2 separate regions of the Mus musculus genome follow, and region 1 is linked to region 2. A link is a contact called in public HiChIP or PLAC-seq data. All regions are on one chromosome and are shown on one strand. Each heading gives the region's core, a stretch centred on a gene start, on an enhancer-like site or on the middle of the called end of the contact. The rest is flanking DNA. Distances are from core to core; before and after follow the strand shown. Region 1 has its middle 6.5 kb from the start of Gm30908. Region 2 overlaps Ncoa3 (nuclear receptor coactivator 3).

What was found. HiChIP or PLAC-seq counts read pairs in DNA pulled down with a chosen protein or histone mark.
Region 1: a contact with region 2 is called in an H3K27ac HiChIP or PLAC-seq map of embryonic fibroblasts, with 4 times the contacts expected there. The contact joins two enhancer-like sites. A contact is called at or near these places in 3 of 115 datasets of contacts at active chromatin or transcription factors (embryonic fibroblasts, large pre-B cells and stem cell-derived neural progenitor cells).

The regions. Positions count from the first base shown.
Region 1 is chr2:166,462,246-166,467,583 of GRCm38.p6, forward strand. No RefSeq gene overlaps it. Among named protein-coding and RNA genes, the nearest start is that of Gm30908, 6.5 kb to the right of the region's middle. Within about 2 kb of position 1,491, at least 53 of the 459 cell types and tissues checked have an H3K27ac peak or open chromatin away from gene starts, as enhancers often do. A contact at or near this core is called in embryonic fibroblasts, where this site is marked.
Region 2 is chr2:166,043,730-166,049,244 of GRCm38.p6, forward strand. Ncoa3 (nuclear receptor coactivator 3) reads left to right here. Exons shown (of 23, transcript NM_008679.3): 3 at 3,727-3,831; 4 at 4,054-4,226; 5 at 4,726-4,826. The coding sequence starts at 3,746. Among named protein-coding and RNA genes, the nearest start is that of Ncoa3, 54 kb to the left of the region's middle. Within about 2 kb of position 2,497, at least 136 of the 459 cell types and tissues checked have an H3K27ac peak or open chromatin away from gene starts, as enhancers often do. A contact at or near this core is called in embryonic fibroblasts, where this site is marked.

The DNA of each region.
Region 1 (5,338 bases), core at 241-2,740, 420 kb after region 2:
GAGGCTGGTCTGTGAGACATCACCATAGAGACAAAACCAAATATAAAATCCCTTCTCAGAAACCCACCCTTTTCTTGTCTGTCCTAATGGAAGACTGGCTCACAGGAACCCATCTCAGGCCATGAGCAGACAAGCGCTGACTGAGCCAGGGGCATGCAGCAAAGATTTCCTCTGGCCATCAAAAGGAGAAGGCAGGAGCCGGAGAGATGGCTCACTGGGTGAAAGGGCTTGCAAGTAAATCTGTTGACCCAAGTTCAAGCCCCCAGAACACACACAGTAGGAGAGAACTGACTCCCAAAGTTGTCTCTAACCTTCACTCACATGCTATGACACTCACACACTAATGCACACACACATACGCATATACACATACACACACATACATATACATACACACATACAAACACACATACATTCACACACACATACACACATTCACACACACACACATACATACTCATACGTAAACATACTACACACATACATGTATACACACATATACACACACATACATACACACACGTATATACATACACACACATACATTAAAAAGTGTGGGAATTAGGAGAAAATAAATACTAAAAAAAAAATTTTTTTAAACCACTTCCTCCAGCTATGCTTAGCCTCTTGAAAGTTCCAAGGTCTCCCAAAACAGTGGCCCCAACTGGCAACCAAATGTTCCCAAGTATAAGCCACAGCAACAAGCCTTGCTGGTTTTCTTATTTGAGCCTACACCAAAGCTGGTCACTCGAATTCACAGATCACGTCCCTTACAGCAGCTAGTGCCAGCCGCCTGCTCCTGGGTGGACAATCCACATCAGAGAGCATGAACGAAGACTTCTCCCGCTTGTTCCTTCCATCTTTCTGCTCTTAGATTTCAGAATAAATAACTCATGAACACTTTCATCTGGGTTGCCCGAGACAAGGCAGAGGGGAAGGTGGAAAAGAAAATATTGATCAGACAGCAGTAGTCAGTACTGCGTCTCTTCTACGGGAGGCTGCAATGAGGGCCATGACCATAACATCAGTGGAAGCGTACATGGCTGTGCATCCTCCGGCATCAGAACGATTTCCCAAATAACCCCAAAGGAAGACATGGATCTTGGAGGACATGGTTTCTAATTGGCAGCTCCTACCTCCAGTTTCCAGCTAATTTCCATTCTAGAATTTTCTCTCTCTCTCTCTTTTCCTTCCCTGTGGCAAGGTGTGCTATTCACTGTTCACACACACACACACACACACACACACACGCACGCACACACACACTGAACTGTCTCTTTTGCATTCAGCAGTAAAGCGGGAATCCATGACTTCTCCAGTTTCTAGACATGGCAGTATGAACAGCCATGTTTTCAGCCTAACAGGGACGGAGACTGGCGGCCTGTAACTGGGAGAAAGGCCTACTCAGCACACCCCTGAGAGGCTGACAACCCACAGCCTGGCGGTTCCAGTGGGCTTGAGTCATCTTTCTTCTGTAGCTTTTTCTGAGAACAGAGACTGGAGCACTTCTGGCCACCTTTCAAAATCTAGAGGAGCCAAGAAACACTTAACACGTGTCCTGGAGACATTCCGGGGCTTTTGAAAGAAACACAAGCAGAAATCTCTCTCCTCGGGGCGCTTGTGTGATTTAGACACAGACAAGATTTTGAAACACGGGTGAAGGATGTGGCATCATGAGCCAGATGAACATGTTGAAGTTTCAGATTCCTCCCTAAGAGCTCCGATCATAAATTATGTGTCTTAACGAAGCATCCTAGCTTCCCCACAGAGGCCATGAATCCACTCTGATCTACGACAGTCTCCACAGCAACTGCTGATTGGGATGAGAGACCTGGGGTATTTCTAATTGACAACTTCATGACTCTAAGAAGCCTGAGAAAAAATGGGGGAGAATTGGAGGAAAACGAGGCTGGAGAGATGTCTCAGAGTTAAGAACACTTGTTGCTATTGCAGAGGACCTGGGTTCAGTTCCCAGCATCCATTTAGAATTCCAGTCCCCAGTGCATCTAGAGTTTTCCGACCTCCTCAGACCCCAGGTATGTACGTATGTACATACATACAAACATACATGCAGGCATACATGCAGGCATGCATACATACACTCACATAATATATACACTCACATACATACACTCATCTATGTACAAACATACATGCATACATAATACATACATACATACATACATACATACATACATACATACATTCACATACATAAAATGATGAGATTAATCTAGAGAGAGAGGGAAGGAAAGTCTTTGCTCTGTGGAAACCATGACATGCCACCCACAATGCCACACTGAACAGCGTCCAGAAGACCAGTGACTCTTCCTTAAAGTGTTTTCTAAAGTCTGAAAGAGAGCGAAGGCAGGGAGGATGTATTGAGACAAACAGCAACGATCCACTCCCAGAGAGGGGAGCCTGGCTCTCAAGCTTAAGCCTTCTAATACTCTTTGAAGGGAAAGGACTTTGTCCTGTGGGGATGGTCAAGGGAGATGCTCCCCCCTCTCTGTAAGGATGTAATGGAAGCTTATTGGTCTTCACACCAGCCTCACATGTTGGTCAGCCATAGCACTTGGTGATGAAGCGGGAGTTCTGGATGGAATGGAAGCTTGGACCCAGTTGCGTGTTCTTTGTTTTAAGGCTTCCCCACGCAAAGACCAGGTTTCCTCAGACACCAATGTTGCGCTCCATGAGCCACCGAGCAAAAATGTGATAAATGTCTGGGGCCAAAACCAAGAGTGGGGTGAATCTAAACTTGAGTTCAGCTTTCAGTCTGCCCCTGGCCACGTGGAGCTGCCTGGCGATGCCCAGCACCTCATCATCTGATGTGATTTGTGACCCCACAGAGGGAAGCTGTAGGGACACTTTAATGCTGATCTTTGGATGTGCCCACAGGCTCCCGGACATTCTCCACCCTGAATACATTCAAGTAGATATCTTTATCACACTGTGGAGACAAATAAACAAATCCTCTGAGGCTGGTAACACACTCGCCCCAGGCATTTGGCACCAAATGGAACTGGAAATGAGAGCAGACACCCATCGCCCTCCCCCCCCCACCACCAAATCTAGATTTAAAATTAAGAATATTAAAAAGCGTAGCCTAGGTTCAGTTCACTCACACTGCAGGGAACCAGTGCAATGTCTCTAAGTCACAGCTTTCCTCACCCATTTCCCAACTCACAACCCCCCAAACACCGTGCCTCCTCCCCCCTAGCCCCCTCCCCTGGCACTTTCTCCCCATATTCCTAAAGCTTGGTCCTGACATGGAAGAAAGGCTGTTCTCTCTGTAGGCACAGGTTGAGCAAGGAGGCACAGGAGCAGTCAGGGGTCATTCTCCATTGCCACCAAGGTTCCATCTCTACTGGTCTCTATCCAGGACTTGGCCCTGATGCCTAACTCCTGGCCTCCAGCAGGCCTCGGCCAAGCAGACTCAGCGGGAGGTCAGGGAAGAAGGAGAGAGAGATTGCTGGGATGCCTTGACCCTCACTCTGCTGTGCACTTTGGCCACAGTCCTCAGTTTGCACTCTGGAAGCACTGGGCTCTCCCAAAGCTCCGTCCTCACACCTTGCCCTGAGGCTGGCAGCCTCTCCCCACTCTTGCTGGTCCCCACAACGCTGCCATCGTTTTGTTCCTTACCTTTGAGCCCCTTGGACCTTGCTTCTGCCTCCTGCTAGGGCTGCATCTCACACACCGTGCTCAGTTCTGAGGACCAGAAACAGTTTACAGATTATGAGGAGCAAAAACTGGGGGATTTTTTTTTTAACTCACACTTCTGCAAGGAAAGGAACAAAAAATTTTAAAATTATCACTCCAGGGAGGGTGTGATTGCTAAAGAGATTAGTGTCCTCTAAAAGAAGCCAAGAGCTTTGCACGGGGACAATGGGCAAGAAGGCTCGAAGGCACTTCAGGAATTGGCCAACTCAGTCTTCACAGGCTCAGGGGCATGAAATCGTAAATCCCTCTCAAAGACTGATTTGGGACAAGATCCAGGATGCCCTGCTGGCTCGGGGATCATTTCTCTAGTGTTCATTTGACTGTGTTCAACCACCCAGGCACGCAAAGGTCATGTAGTCATCAGCCAAGCACATCTGGCTACTGCTGCTCTGTTGGGAACCTCGGCGACACCCATGCACTGCTTGGCTCTGTGGGATGGAGTACGCTAGGAGTCCTGGAGCCACGGAGGCTTCCATCAAAATTCCCAAGGTGGTTAGGCATTTTGTGATGGAGCCAAGTTCCCTCTGGGCAGCCCTGGAGAAGGTGATGGGTCAAAGCTGTGAGGGTGGCATCTAAGCTGATGGCAGGAAAGACCGAGAGGCAAGGAGAACCATCCAAGGGAGGCCCGTGTGGACCACAGCCATCAGGACACATCCAGACATGGCCACCATGAGACCCAGATGCTGAACACGGAGCTGTAAAGCTTAATATCTGCCCGTTGGGTCTTGGTCTTGCTTCCTAAACTCTTCTGTTTGAATGAAAACATCTGCCCTGTGTCTGTCTGTCTGTCTAACCAGGAAGGATGATGGAGTGTGGGACTTGGTTCTTTATTCTATTATGGCTAAGGGCTACTTTGGCTCCCTGAGGAGATGTAGAGTTGGACTTTCATAATACAGAACCGTGAAGAGCGGGCTCACGGGGCTGGGTGAATGAATGCATTTGCATGATGACCTGTGCACTGGAGTGGTGGTAGGAGAGAATATTATGACCTGGACGCGAACTGTTTCCCCAAAGATGTGCACTGAAGCTCAGTCCCCCAAGCAGAATGGGAGGCGGGTATGAGGATCTTCATAGTCACTGGATCTTAGGGGTGATAACCTCATTAAAGGATTAATCCATTGATGAGTTCATAGCTAAAATGGGTTATTGGAAAATGAGTTCGTAACTAAATGGGTTATTGGAAAACACACACACACACACACACAGAGAGGCCGTGTTTCCTATGGGTTTGTCATGCTATTGAGTTGAGAAAAGTCTTACAAAGCATGTAAGCTAGAAGCATTTCCTTTTCAAGATGCAGGCAGCTTCTCGAATGCCCTCTCTTTGACCTCACTAGGAAGAAAGAGGATATTGCTTAGAATACTCAGGGTTGCCAAGAGCAACACAAAAGTCAAGCTGAGCTAAACAGTGAAGGGGGTGCATCGGCTTTCGTATCTGGGTAGGAGGACTTCAGGCGTGTTCAGGAAGCAGTGTACTTTATACTCCTTTGTTGTCCTTCTGTCCCGACACTAGACCCTCACACTCGTGTTGACTTTCCTTGTGGTCTGATGATGGTCACTGCTGTCCCAGAATGTTGTCTGTAACCCTCACTCTCCTAAAGAGAGGAGGCATGTCTGCT
Region 2 (5,515 bases), core at 1,247-3,746:
AGCACCTTTAAAAAAAGATTTATTAATTTTTGCTTTATGGTTGTTCTGCCTACACATTATGTTTGTGGATCATGTGCATGCCTGGTGCTTGTGGAGGTCAGAAGAGGGTGTCAGAGGCTCTGGAATTGGAATTGTGAGCTGCCCTGTGCGTTTTGGAAATTGAACCCAGGTTTCCAGCCCCTAAAATACTTTTTTTTTTGTTTTGTCTTTCCTCCCCCACCCCAGACAAGGTTTTTCTGTGTAGCTCTTGCAGTCCTGGAACTTTCTCTTATAGAACAGGCTGACCTTAAACTCAAGAGATTTGCCTGCCTCTGCCTTCCAAGTGCTGGGATTGAAGGTACACACCACCATTCCTGGTTTGAAATACTATTTTAGTTTTTGAGTCCTCAGAAATTCTTTAAGACTTATTTTATGTATATGAATGTTCTATATACATGTATGCCAAAAGAGGATGTCAGATCCCAGTATAGGTTGTGAGGCACTATGTGGTTGTTGGGAATTGAGCTCAGGATACCTAGAAGAGCAGACGTTAAGTACTCTTAACTGATGAGCCATCTCTCCAGCCTCAAAATACTATTTTTAATTGAATCAGTGACTGACAATCTATGGGTTTCAAGTTTGTATATTTGGCAGACAATGTTTTGAAAGTGATAAGGTAAACTCGCTCTTTGGAGGTGAAGTCTGATGGCCAATGATAACATTTGAACATGATATTGGTGAATTTGATTCATTACTAAATGTCTTCTCTGATGAATGATTGGTGCTGTGAATGAATGTAGATTTAAAAAGATATAATGAACCAGGCTGTGGGGGCAGGCAGATTTCTGTGAGTTCAAGGCCACCCTAGTCTACAGTCTACAGAGGGAATTCTAGGACAGCCAGGGCTACACAGAGAAACCCTGTCTTGGGGGAAAAAACAAACAAACAAAAAGACTTCTAATGAAATGTTATCTATTTGAAAGTAAACACATCTAATTGGAAAGGCCAGCTTTATCCAGTGCTGGCCCTCACTGACAGTTTATATGTGCACATGTTTTTGTAGTACAGTGAAGTCAGGCCGTGCTCTTCAGTGGTGCAGCCTGGACAGTCCTTGATAGGATTGAGGTCTGATTGTCACTTGCAGGAAACCAGAGGTACTTTGAAAAATGTGCCTCTTTGAGACAAAGATTAATTAGAGAAGACACAAACAGTCATGTGGAAGACAGGGTGGTATCAGGCCTGGCAGAGCATGGTTCAGGCAGTGTCATGGGGAGTGGTGGGTAGGAGGAGGCATAATGCCTGTGGAGGTAACCCCTACCTGCCCAGACCCTTACCTCATGCCCCTAACCAGCAGATGTTACAGCACTTTATGTGGTTCCTGATTAAGCTGTGAAGCTTTGTGAGCTGGGTGGAGGGAGTTTGACTTAGGGAATGAGTCATGAATCGTTTGCTCTGGTGATGGCTTGGTTGGTTATGGAATATGTCATAGCCTCTTCCATCCGGATCTAGTAATGATTCTAGGCAAGCTATTTAGCCACTTCCCTATCTGTAGAACAGAACTAATCACATGTGTGTGGTGGGGGTCACCATGTGTAACCACCCAGTGTATGTTAGTTCAGTGCCATTCTGCTCTGTCTCATCCACTCCCTCTGTTACTAACTAAGTTAGGAAAAGGGGAAGGCTTAACCAGTCTCTGCTGCCTTATCCTTGGATGGCCTACCTCCTCTCATTTTGGTACAATAAGGTTTTTCTTAGACCTTAAAATAACTTGCTCAAACAGAACACCAGCATTGATATTTTTTGTTTAATCTTTTTTTAAACGTTTGTGTGCCTGTGCATGCACACAGGTCTCAGTCTACAAACATTGTACAGAAAACATGGTTCTTTCCTTCTAGCTTGTGGGCCCCAGGATGGATCTCTGGTTGCCAGGAAAGAGGCAAGAGAGTGCCTCTGCCCTCTGAGGCCTCTCACTAATTCTTCTTTTTGGCCATGTGTCCTTGTGCTTCGGGCTAGTTAGCAAGCATGTTCTCCTGTCAGAACCCTGAGATAACAAAAAGGAAGCTGGTTAACGGTAAGCCGTAACCAGCATTTTAATGTTTTTAGAGGGAGCCACTGCCAGTCTTTGTGTATTCAGTTACATTGAGTTGGCACCACTCCACTGATGTTCATTTCCTGCTGTATGCTGTATTGCACAGCAAAGTCAGACCTGTTGTGGAGTACAGATCAAACCATGAACTGCTCTTCACTGACGGTTCTCCACGTGGACTTGCAGTCCATGTAGCACAAGGGCAAGAAGATAATGTTAGACTTCTGGAATAAGTTAAGTAAAGATAGGTATGTAAGCGCTCAATGTTGCTCAGTTAAAAAAATAATCTCTGAACTGATTGACAACACAGCTAGAACCACACTTGTCTGTTTAACACTTTGTCTGTCTACATGATGCTGTAGTCTGACACTGTAGAGGGTTCAAAAGGTGTGTGTGACCACAGATAGGACGGCAAATACTTGTTGCTCAGTATGAAGCAGAGGCAGGAGGATTGGTGCTCAGGGCCAACCACAACTATGGGTTCCAGGCCAGTCTGGGCAATGAGGCCCTGTCTCAAAACAAACATGACCTACATATTTTAAGTTTGATCATGTGGGGTTTTTTACATTTTATTTTTATTTTTAAACTGGCCTTTGTGGTGGAATTGTGCCACCTAGTGGCACAACTGCAGGCTGGCTGGCTGCAATACTGATGCAACATTGGATTCTTTAGACCAGTGATTGTCATGTTCGCGCACGAGTTAACCACTTAGTTAGTAAATGAGGCTGAATAGAGCCCTGACATTATAAGCTCAAAAAGAAATAACTTGTATTTATCGTCTTAGTGTGCGAAACTTAACCAAGATACATTATTTTTCCAGCCGTCAGTATGTAAATAATGGCTGCTGTGTGACTTAATGGCAACCTGTCGTATAGTGTGTATCTGGCTTTGCACCTATGCTTTAAGAAGAACGTAGGGTAGTTCTACAGTCATGTTAATATAGTCTAGGCTAACTTGGACTTAACAATGGAAGAGAAACGATCCAGTGGACAGAAGTGCTACCTAGGAAAAGAGCCTGGGGACAGGAGGATGAGTTCTGTTCCCAACATGCCCACATGGTAGATCATGACTGCCTCTTAACTCTAGCTCCAGGGGATTGACAGCGACTTTTTGTGGCTTGTGGGGACACTGCATACACATGCTAGCTATATATATATACACACACACACACACATACATATGTATATATACATGTAGGCAAACACTCACTCATATACAGAAAGTCAAAACCAATCTTCTAGCCTAGTCTGGGCTCATTACTTGAAGTGTTCTTACCAAATCACTGGGTTAGCTTTTATTACCTTGGTATAAATAAAATTCAGAATTGTTTCAAGATTGAAGTGCTATAGTCTTTTATTAAACATAATTTATTTGTGAAATATAAGTTGACACTGGGCCCAGATTGGCCTGGAACTTGCTTTGTAGACCAGGCTTAACCAGAATCCTTAATGTTCCTGACTCAGCCTTCTGAGTGCTGGGGTTAGAGGCTGGCACCACCATGCCCAGCATAATTACAACGCATCTGAGCTCTGAGCTTGTGCAGACACACTCATTCATACAGAAATACCCCAGGACCACAGGATACAGCTGTTCCACCATGTGACACCTTCGTAGAAAATGCCTGTTTTTGTGCTTTAATCTTGTCACCTCTTCTTCCGCAGTTGCTGATCTGTGATCAGGATGAGTGGACTAGGCGAAAGCTCTTTGGATCCGCTGGCCGCTGAGTCTCGGAAACGCAAACTGCCCTGTGATGCCCCAGGACAGGGGTAGGTGATCATCTCCATTTCCAGATGTTTCTCAAGGCCAGGGACTAATCAAAGGTGACACTGAACAAGGAATTTCTTCAGTGTATACTTTGTGCCACCACTTTGATGGTTCTTGTTGGCTAAGTTTAGTTTATTTCACACAAAACTAATGCATAATATGGGGCGGATTCTGCTTTAAGTTTTCTTGAGAGGTGTAAGTTGTGGCTTTTCTCCGCCTTCCAGGCTTGTCTACAGTGGTGAGAAGTGGCGACGGGAGCAGGAGAGCAAGTACATAGAGGAGCTGGCAGAGCTCATCTCTGCAAATCTCAGCGACATCGACAACTTCAATGTCAAGCCAGATAAATGTGCCATCCTAAAGGAGACAGTGAGACAGATACGGCAAATAAAAGAACAAGGTAACACAGAGTCAGAAAAACACCCAAGTGTTGGACTTGTAATATGTATGAAATCCTCCCTCCCCCATTCTGGATCAAGGAGATTAAATAGAGCCTCACTTGTGTTAAGTAAGACTTACCAAAGTCCCATGAGTTGACCAGCTCTTACTTTTAAGAAACAATTAACAGAATTGGCAGAAGACCGATGTTCTTCAGAACGCGGAATGCTGGTGGGAGGCAAGCTAGGGCCCTTAGGCTAGCATGGGAGCAGGAAGGGAGCCAGCCAGGTGTCTTCTACCTTCCTGGGAAACCTTGAGGCCTTCTCTTATCAGCTAGTGAGTGTTCTGCATGTATATGTACATACTGTCTGTCTGTCTGTCTGTCTCTCTCTCTCTCTCTCTCTCTCTCTCTCTCTCTCTCTCGTGTGTGTGTGTGTGTGTGTGTGTGTGTGTGTGTGTGTGTGTGTGTGTAAGGGCTGAGGTAGTGCTGCTCAACACGACGCTTCCTTCTGTGTCTTCAGGAAAAACTATTTCCAGTGATGATGATGTTCAAAAAGCTGATGTGTCTTCTACAGGGCAGGGAGTCATTGATAAAGACTCTTTAGGACCGCTTTTACTACAGGTAGGTGTGAGGATTGTGGCTGTCCAAAGCATGTCATGCTTTGGTTGTTGTACTCTGTGATTTATGTGTGTGGGGGCAGGGGAGATTGGAAATGAGGAGATAGTTTCTACCCCCGTGGAGCAGAGCTCAGTATTATAGCACTCATAAAATACCCTCCTGACACTATATATAATACTGTATATGCACTGTGTACAACACAAAAACACAACACATGTACACAAAAGCAAAGACACTCTTTGAGATAGAGTCAGTAACGCGTAGAGGTGCTACTTAGTGCATTTTAGTTCAGACCTTTCTATGAATTTTCCCATGAATGCTTGCATAGTACACTACAGTTTTACTCTTTCTTTGCTGTGCTTGAAATTAAACCCAGGGCCTCACACATACTAGGTGACCATAGTAGGCAAGCATGTTAGCACGGAGTGACATCCTCCGCCCTCGGCTCTGAATTCCTGGAGAATTTATTTATGGTGCTGGGGAGGGAAGCCCAGGGCCTCATGCATGCTAGGCATGTGCTCTGTGATAGAGCTACACTCCAGCTTGTGAGGCAATTTCAAACATTAAACATGTGCATGTTTTTAAAGTAATTGCCTTGGGAAGAGCTGATTAACCATGGCGCAGTGTCTACTTCAGGCCGGAGAGCGCTTCAGCAAGTTTACTTGACATCTGGTCTTTCTTTCAGTGAGTCA